Linked DNA regions of Mus musculus: region 1 is linked to region 2. The links are chromatin contacts, called in public HiChIP or PLAC-seq maps. All regions are on one chromosome and are shown on one strand. Each heading gives the region's core, a stretch centred on a gene start, on an enhancer-like site or on the middle of the called end of the contact. The rest is flanking DNA. Distances are from core to core; before and after follow the strand shown. Region 1 has its middle 58 kb from the start of Gm15322. Region 2 overlaps Gm15290 (predicted gene 15290).

Region 1 (4,793 bases), core at 735-3,234, 400 kb after region 2:
GTGTGTGTGTGTGTGTGTGTGTGTGTGTGTGTGTGTGATTCCTCAGGACCCATCCAGTCTAGTTTTTGAGATACAGTCTCTCACTGGGACCTGGGGCTTGACAATTAGGCCAGGCTGGATGGACAGTAGACCCCAAGGATCTGTCTCTCAGCCTTTGAAGTACTGGGAGTGCCAAGTGCACATCACCACCCTCAGTGATTTTTTCACTTTTCTGTAAGCTCTGATGATCATACTTAGGCCTGCATGCTTGTAGAACTAGCACTTTTCACCTCAAAGTCATAGCCTTTAAAATGGGCCTAAAAACCCCTCCAAACACACACACACACACGCACGCACGCACGCACGCACACAGACAATCACGTCAAAACAAAAGAGGTGGGAATTTCTCTGGAAAGAATGGCTGAAATTGGGGCAGAAGGACCCCCACAACGACATAGAGCTTACTAACGTTAGCTGCACATGTGCAGACCCAGTGTGAATCTTTTTCCAAAGCACATTGTGTTTACCAATGAAGCATGCATGCATTTTCATGCTTAGGTTTTAAAGAAAGATAAGCAAATTGGGAGAGAACCAAGAATGTGTTTGAGATCTTAAGAAGAAGTGATCACACACACAAAACAAATCAATAATTTAGGGATATATCTATTGGGCTAATTGAGAAGCAAGTATAGGAAAATATATGCTTGTAATCTGTCCTTGGGTAGTCGATATACTAACTCTTAGAGTGGTTATAAAAATATACACTCTGATTACATTTGGAATTAAATTTAAAATGTCTTTACTGGGTTGTGTCAATTGAAATTATATCAAAACCCTGTCTCGAAAAAAAAAAAAAAAAAAAGAAAGAAAGAAAGAAAGAAAGAAAGAAAGAAAGAAATAAATTATATCAAAAATGTTGGCAACCAGAGAGCAGAGGCAGAGAGGCTCAAGGGCGAGTTCTGGCTGCAGAGAACTTGTTTTTACCCTTGAGGGCTGGGCATAGAGTGATTAATCATCATAGGATATCAGATATATCCCCTGTCTCATTCAATAAGAAAGAGGCCAATAGTCGAGAAAGAGATGGGGTGGAGAAAGGGTGGTATGGATGGATCAGGAACTTATTATTGCGTATGTTTCCTCAGTGTTTTGTCAAGAGCACCCAGTGCTCACCAATTCTACAGTCTACTCTTCTGACTCCATTGCACCGTTCAATCCATCTGAAGAATAGTAGTCTATGAGTTTTGACATAGATTGTGTGACACAAACACACCCAGGTACAATGTATACTGTCAACTATGCCTTTTCCTAAGTAATTCCTGCTCCTACCACACTCTCAGAGGCAATCTACAGCTATTCCTGTGAGAGTGGGTAAGCATGTTTGTGTCTTACCATTGGTTAATTTTGCCTGTCTAGGCATTTCATGTTATAATCATAAAACATGCACTCTCCTGTAGAAAAAGTTCCCTTCACTTGGCTTAGTATTTTTGAGATGTCTGATTTTGAAAAGTTGAAAAAATATCCCTTAGTCTTTGGCGATTCTTGGGTTAGCATCAGGAATGCTGGGTAATGGTGGCGCGCCTTTAAACCCAGCACTCAGGGGGCAGAGGCAGGTGGATCTCTGAGTTCAAAGTCAGCCTGGTCTACAGAGTGAGTTCCAGGACAGTCAGGGCAATACAGAACCCTGTCTCCAAAATCCAAAAATCAATCAGTCAGTCAGTCAGTCAGTCAGTCAGTCAGTCTGCCTGCCTCCTGCCTGCCTACCTGCCTATCTATTTTTTTTTTTAAACTGAAGTGGTGAGGGTAATGGGGAGAGGAGAGGAAGTGGATCCTAAGTATAGAAACTCGGGCCTCTTAATTTTCTGATGCAAAACTGAGGACTGGTTCTTGTCAAGGTCATGCAGGTTGAGCTGAAACTGGAACCCAGATCTCCTGACCCACTCTTGGAACAGTGAGCCAGGCAGCTGAGCGAGGTGGTTGTTTTGAGCCGATGCCATGTGAGACTAGAGAGTTTCGACAGAGCTTTGCTTAGAGGATGTGAAACTACACTAACCTCATGTGACAAGAGAACCTTGGAGGCCTTGGTGTGGGGCCAGGAGAGGAAGTCTGCATGGCTTCTGGTTACCAACTCCACCTCTGAACCCACTGGCCTGGGGTGACTTATGGCGAACCTTCTCATTTGCAATAAAACCAGACATGGGGCAGGGAAAGCTTTTCTACGGCAGCGTGCAGAAGGCAGGGCACTGCTAAAAAAAGGTAGGTGGGCGTGGCCTCTAAAAGGCACCTTCAGCCACATGCGTGCTCCTCCCAGAGCAGGGGGATCTGGAGCTGCAAACAAATCCCTAGGGAGGGAGAGATGCTGTGGTTACAGACACAGCCTTTGTGTCTTGTATGCATGTTCCAATTCAGCCCCAGATGACAATGACCTGGTAGTTCCTGCCTGCCAGCTGTTGGCTGGCCTCTGTGAAAGTCCCCAATGTTTGGGCCAATGCCTCGTGGGCAGGTATCCATATCATGAGGCCAACTGGCACTGTTGGCACCTTTGTTGGTCAAATGAGCACAGTGACTTGGGACAGAGGTGGCTGATCCACCCTCCCTACCAGCTGGCTGGTGGGAGCCTGTGGGCAGGTGCCCTGGGGAGAAAAGGGTTCCAGTTGCCATGGTAACTGTTCAAAAAAGGAGGTTCCCTCCTCAAGGCCAGTTTGGTGTCTTTTCTGCAGGGGAAGAAATGGATCTGTGGCAGCCAGGCCGGCCGTGTATATCAATTCGTGCCTCATCTGTTTGGAATCTTTACTTCTAATTGGACCTATTATTAGTGTCTGGGAGAGAATCTGAGGGCTGGTGGATCTGTTGAGAGATGTCATTATAGCAAAGACTAGGTCACCAGAGAAGTCCCAGAAGAATCATTCCCGTGTATACCAAGCAGAGCTGGACAAAGAATTCCAAAGGCTTTTTTTTTTTTTTTTTTTTTTTTTAAAGGCAGACTTGCAGGTTGGACGAGTTCTCTGGGCTATTCCGGGATATGGAGATTAGCACTGACTGAGGCCTTCACCCTAGATGTCCTTTGGCCAAACTGTCCTGGGCACAGGGGTGAAGGGACCCTGGTCAGCTTGCTGGGCCTGGCTAGTTTCCCACAGTGAATGCATTGTAAAGAACCAAGCATTCTCGTCGATGCTGTCTCTTCTGTAAAGGTTTCACGTATGCCTTTACCTTGGACGGACGTTTCTGGCTTTGATCAGAAAGTCCAACTCCTTCATCTTACTACTTCTGCATCTCGCTTCTGATGAAAGCCATCCTCACGCAGGTCACTGGGTTGAGGGTCAGTGATTTTTCCCACTCAGCCTTTCTTCTGTGTGTTGGTATAAAGATCCTCTGTTCCAGGCTTTGAGATGATTGGGAGAAATACTAGCACTGTGTGAGTGCAGGAGCTTCTGAGCCCCTTCCTGGGGCAGGGCGTGGATTGTGCTCTGTTCTGCCTACTGATAGCTAGTCAGAATCATTTAGATGGGCTGGTAGGTACCTAGGATTAGGAAATATGACTTATTCTGGCTAAACCTGAACACCTTGCCTGCAAGTGTGGCCGTGGTGGACACAGCCATCAATTGTCTAACGTAGCAAGTGAGACTAGAACAGATCTTCCTGCTGCTGCTTGCCAGCTGGTTCTGGTTCTGGAGACCGAATTACACACACACACACACACACACACACACACACACACACACACACACACACACAGTTCTCACTATATTTTCCCAGTAACGGATTGAACTTGCAAAGTGTTGTCCTGTGTCCTACTGCTAAGCAAATATTTAGAATTTGTCTTCTGAGCTGGGACACTGGGGATGCAGAGAGAGACGGGGCATCATCATCTGCTATCCCAGAGGCCCTCACAAGGGAGAGACGGCAAGGAAAAGGTCCTCACAACTGTCCCGAGTTCCTTCAATGATGGACAATGATATAGAAGCACGAGTTGAATAAACCCTTTTATCCCCAAGTTGCTTTTGGTCATGGTATTCCATCAAAGCAACAGAAACCCTAACTAACACACTTTCCTGGCATGCTCGAGGCCACAGGATCTATCTCCAGCACAGACTGCATAGAGCAGCCATGGTGGCACACAACCATAATCCCAATACATGCAAGATAGAAACAGGATGATCAGAAGAAGTTCCAGGTCATGGCAAGTTCACAAAGCAAGTTCAAGGCTGGGCTACATGAAACTCTACCTCAGAAAACATGAACAGAGCAAAGAACTGAATGCCACCACATCATGAAGAAAAACTGTGATTTCTAAAAAAAAATAATTCTAGTAATTTTGTACATTTATCCTATTAATTTGTTTTTGCTTGCCCCAAATTTTAACTCATTGCTGAAAGACCTGATTATAGGCATAACAGTGTTTCAGGATTGTTGAGTTATTATTATTGTATTTGTTGCTATCCCTCTTTTTTCCCTCCTCTTTCTCCCTTTCTCCTTCCCCGCTTCCTCATCCTCTCATGCCCCACTTCTTCTTGAAATTTGGGGTTTCCTTTAGTGGAAGAAGAAAAAGAAATAGTACCAACGAGTCCCTCTGCAGCTCAGGCACTCTACCTTGGACAAGAAGAGTCCTTGTGCACAGCAGTAGCCACAATGATGCCCAACTCCTTTGTAACCTCCTAGTGGAAGCGCTGCATGTAACATACCTTCTTGGTGCCCTATAGATTGTAAAGACACGAACAGAGCACATATGAAGGAGAGGAGGCTGAGAACATAGCCAAGGGAGAAAGAAGAGCAGAACTGATAAAAAATGTCAGAAGGGACTAGAGTGGGGGTGAGGT
Region 2 (4,946 bases), core at 2,261-4,760:
TTGTTCATGGTTATTTTAAAATGTACTTAAAATTTTATTATTAATAACATTGCAAATAAAATCATGTTATATTTAAAAGATTTATTTTACTTTTATTTATGTGCGGGTGTATTCTTGTGTGTAGGTGGCCAAGCGGGCCAGAAGAGGCCATCAGAGCACCTGGAGATAGAGCTAGAGGTAGTCGTGAGTCATCCACTGTGGGCCCTGGAAATTGAATTCCAGTCTTCTATAAGAATAGAAAGTGTTTTTAATGCTTTTAACCTTAAACACTGAGATGGATGCATATAGTTATTTTGCAAAAAAAAATATATTGGCTAAATATTAGCTAACACAGAACATAGCACATCTTTGTGGTTTTATAAAATTTACGTTAAAACTTTAATTAAAAAGTTTTAAAATGTATATGTGTATTTTCCCTATATGAATGTATGTATGTGTGTGTATGTATGTGCGTGTATATGCGCACTGCCTGTATGCCTGGTGCCTTTAGAGTTTAGAAGAAGGCATTGGTGGCGGGGCGGGAATCCCCTGGAACTGGAGTTTAGAAGGTTGGAGCTACCACATCGGGGTCCTACGTAAGAGCAGCAAGTACCACTCAGCCATTTCTCCAGCCCTTCCCTGTTTGCTGATATTTTGATTTTGTAATTTTCAATGCTGAGAGTGCCGCCTTACATAAATAAGCACAAAATACAGAAGTACATTTAGAGTCATTTTGAAATAGTTGGAATTTTTGTCCTAGTTCCAATCCAAAGTCTGTTTAATAATTATTTATTTCATTTCATGATTATTTATTCATTCATTTATTTGTTTAGTGTTTATACATATGTTCGTGTAGGGGTATGTGTGTGTGGGGGGGGTGCTTGTTTGTTTGTTTAGTGTTTATATACATGTTCCTCTGTGTGTGTGTGTGTGTGTGTGTGTGTGTGTGTGTGTGTGTGTGTGTTTGTGCTTCAGTGCAGGTGTGGGTGCACATGCACACATGTGAGCACAGGTGTAGAGGCCTGATGTTGAAGTTATATATCTGCATCAACCACTCTCTCTTCCTTTCCTTTCCTTTCCTTTCCTTTCCTTTCCTTTCCTTTCCTTTCCTTTCCTTTCCTTTCCTTTCCTTTCCTTTCCCTTCCCTTCCCTTCCCTTTCCCTTCCCTTCCCTTCCCTTCCCTTCCCTTCCCTTCCCTTCCCTTCCCTTCCCTCCCCTCCCCTCCCCTCCCCTCCCCTCCCCTCCCCTCCCTCCCTTCCTTCCCTCATTTCATCCCCTACTTTATCTCCTTGAGATGGATTTCTCTCTGAGCCTGAGCTCACTGGTTTGCCTAGCCAGGCTGAGCAGTAAGCCCTAGGGGCCCGCCCCCACCCTCACTGCACTGAAATTGCAGACATGAACTGCTGTGCCCAGCTTCTGTACGTGGCTCCTTAGGAATCAAAAACCAGACCTTTGTGCTCACCCAGAAAGCAGTTTACTGACAGCCATCTCTGCACACACCCCTGCCCCCCAGCCTGGCTAGCTAGTGCCTTGCACTTTAATTATGTAAAGTAATAGGTTTCTTTGTGGCCGTTTTCACGTGTAATTTATTTTTGTTGGTCCTTTCCTCCCTGTACATGTCTACTCCTGCCATTTTTTTTTTCATTTCAAGTCAGATAGTGTTCTATCTATCATCTTTTCCTCGATATATCTTTCTCTGGAATATCTCCCGATTTCCAGTTTCACAATTTGATTTCATGACCGATACCCGCACCAACACCCACATATACGTATAAATGAAAATTAAAGTCTCTGAGGGAGATCAGATGTGTCCTTCTGAATCAGGTGACCTCACAGTATAATCATGTCCACACCCTTTTTTTTTCTGAAATGTTCATAATTTTATTTTTCTTTAAGGCTGAATGAAATTCTGTTGTGCCTAGGCATCGTGTTTTCATTATCCTCTCGTCTCTTCTGGGCATTTAGATTAATTACATTTCCTTATTATTGTAAATAGAGAGGCATGAACATGAACATCCAACAAGGGCATCTCCATGGTAGATATACAGTCCTTTGAGCATATGCCCAGGAGTGGTATAACTAGTTTCCTTCCTTCCTTCCTTCCTTCCTTCCTTCCTTCCTTCCTTCCTTCCTCCTTCCTCCTTCCTTCCTTATTTCTTTTCTTTTTTCAAAACAAGGCTGTATATCCCTGGCTGTCCTAGAACTCGCTCTGTAGACCAGGCTGTCCGATTCCTGGAGCTTGGCTTACAGGGGGTTGACATGGATACTAGGAATTGAACCCCACTCCTCTGTAAGAGCAGCAAATGCTCTTAGCTGCCGAGCCATCTCTCCAACCCCTATACAAGTTGTTTGAGATATTTATTAATGATTAAAGTCAGAGATAACCCTGTCTCTGCTTCCCGAGTGCTGGGATCCAAGGCGTGTGCCACCGCTGCCTAGCTTGCAATCCCCTATCTGCTCCCCACCTCCCCCTGCTCCCCAACCCACCCACTCCCACTTCCTGGCCCTGGCATTCCCCTACACTGGGGCGTAGAACCTTCACAGGACCAAGGGCCTCTCCTCCCATTGATGACTGACTAGGCCATCCTCTGCTACATATACAGCAGCTAGAGCCATGAGTCCCACCATGTCTACTCTTTGGTTGGTTGGTGGTTTAGTCCCTGGGAGCTCTGGGGGTACTGGTTAGTTCATATTGTTGTTCCTCCTATGGGGCTGCAAACCCCTTCAGCTCCTTGGGTACTTTTTCTAGTTCCTTCATTGGGGACCCTGTCCTCTGTCCAATGGATGGCTGGGAGCATCCAATTGAGATATTTATTAATGATTAAGGAAGGAGTGCAGTATATATGGGACATATTTTTCTTAATCTTTCTTTTTTTCTCTTTTGTGGTTTTGAGACAGTATTATATGTAATAGCAGTAAAGGTTTACTGAGGAAGAGCTCCTCTGATCAAGAGAATACAGTCCCTGACCTGGCTGATGCTAGGTCCAAAGAGGTCTCCCAAATGGCAGTGCTGGTGACAATGTCTAAAACAGGACTTTGGCTTGGTAAACAGAAGGATTGTTGTTGTGTAAAGGCCTAAGGTGGGTTTCTGTTTGCCAGGAGCCTTCCTTAATCCAAACTCAAAGGTCATCCACATTGAGCAAGGGAACCTTGTCTCCAGGTCAGTTCACAAAGCTTGAGTCAGCTCAAAGGCCTTCGTCCTGTTGACTGTCATAGAGCCCACCCCTTGCTTTTCTGCCATTTTGATCTTCTCTCTGCCTACCTCTGTAGCTTTGGCAGTTTGACCCTCAATAAAATAAACCCTTTATTGTATTCATGGAGTGGTCCAGTTTGTGGTTTCTCTGTGCCCTTGCTTATAGCTGGGTATATCGTCTAGTTAGACAGGTCAATACCCTGGCTAAGGAACCCCCATTCTCCCCACCTGCCCCGCCCACCTTCAAATTCCTGCTCGCCTGCTCGCCTGCTCGCCTTAAGCCACCTTAACCAGAAAGGAGCAACAATTAGCCCCGTGATGGGATCACCTGCTTTTCTGTCCCGTGATCCTCACGTGCCGCCAGCAAAGCTCTATTAGTCCTACCCGCCTTTCTAGTTCCTGACTTAGAAGGGACAATTTCTGCTCCTTTCTCTCGTCTTTCCAATGCTGGCCACACCCCAGTGTGCTTTTTCTGGGCCTTTCCACTCCCTCTCTATTGCTCCCCTACGCTGTGTGGTTGCTTGTGGGCCTGGTGGCTGACCTCCACGCCAGCTTAACTAGGACAGTGTGGCCTTTTCTCCTTGTCCTTCGCATCTCCCTCCTCCGGACAGCTGCTAGGATGGAAAGCTTGCCTGTCCCGGCATTTCTCTAATAAGATTGTCCTTGAGGTTTCTTCTGTGTCTGTTATTGTTTTATTGATAATACTAAGGACAGGCATGTAGATGCATGCCTTATTCTCACCACTGGGTGGCAGAGGCAGGGGGATCTCTGGTTTTGAGGCCATAGTGGTTTGTTTACATAGCAAGTTCCAGGACAGCCAAGGCTAAATAGAGGGACCCTGTCTCAAAACAAAGCAAAACAAACAAACAAACAAACAAACAAACCCTTCTTCTCTTTACCCCCATCTTCCCAACATGCCACGTTTTTCTTATTTTCTTTCTTTCTTTCTTTCTTTCTTTTTTTTGGGGGGTGAGGTGGGTGGGTGGGTGTCTTGGTGGCGAAGATTGAAGTGAAGGCCTTGAGATCCTGGGCTCGCTGTCTTCATCTCCCTAGTGCCAAACTCAGCTCATTTAATTTCTTCACATTTTTAGAAAAGGCAATTTAACAGACATCGAGGAACAATGTTATCTGTTCTCTGGTTGCCGCTGCTGCTGCTGCTCAGTGGGCTTTGTTTCTGTTTTTATGATAAGGTTTCTTCTTCCCAGGCTGCTCTTCATTTGACTTTGTATCCTAGCCTGGCCTCAAATCCTTAGCCTCCTACTTCAGCCGAGGCTGTCCTGGGTTTACCGATGTGTACTCCACTATCTGCTTTCATTGAATCCACTTTGAGTTTTGTTATCTGAAAGGCCTTAGCATTGCTTCCTCCCTCAAGCCTTCCTGATGGATAAAAATAGCTACATTATGAGATTAAAAAAAAAAAACAAAAACCCGAAACAGAACAAAACAAAACCCCTTGTAATCCCAGCCCACACCCCACACCAGCCCCCCAAGAGTCTGAGATTGAAGGATTGAAAGACCCACAACGTGAGGACTCCCCCACCTTCTGACTCAGGAGAGGTGACACACCAAAATCACCCACAAGAAACGGTCTTGCTGCAAACTGCAAGAGGATTTTTATTCAAGAGTGCTCTAGGGCCCACGGTCATACACCACGCAGGGGTAGAGGACCGTGGCGCCCCGAGTAGCTGGATAAGGGGGTATTTAAAGGAAGAAAGCACAACTCAAGGAGGTGGGAAGGGCGTTGTTGGAAAATACCAAAAATACCAGTTAAGAG

The links. HiChIP or PLAC-seq counts read pairs in DNA pulled down with a chosen protein or histone mark.
Region 1: an H3K27ac HiChIP or PLAC-seq map of embryonic stem cells shows a contact between it and region 2, with 5 read pairs. The contact joins two enhancer-like sites. A contact is called at or near these places in 1 of 115 datasets of contacts at active chromatin or transcription factors (embryonic stem cells) and 1 of 9 other capture datasets (embryonic stem cells).

Annotation. Positions count from the first base shown.
Region 1 is chr13:111,934,142-111,938,934 of GRCm38.p6, forward strand. No RefSeq gene overlaps it. Among named protein-coding and RNA genes, the nearest start is that of Gm15322, 58 kb to the right of the region's middle. Within about 2 kb of position 1,985, at least 164 of the 459 cell types and tissues checked have an H3K27ac peak or open chromatin away from gene starts, as enhancers often do. A contact at or near this core is called in embryonic stem cells, where this site is marked.
Region 2 is chr13:111,528,856-111,533,801 of GRCm38.p6, forward strand. All of the region lies in intron 1 of Gm15290 (predicted gene 15290), which reads right to left. Among named protein-coding and RNA genes, the nearest start is that of Gm15290, 19 kb to the right of the region's middle. Within about 2 kb of position 3,511, at least 16 of the 459 cell types and tissues checked have an H3K27ac peak or open chromatin away from gene starts, as enhancers often do. A contact at or near this core is called in embryonic stem cells, where this site is marked.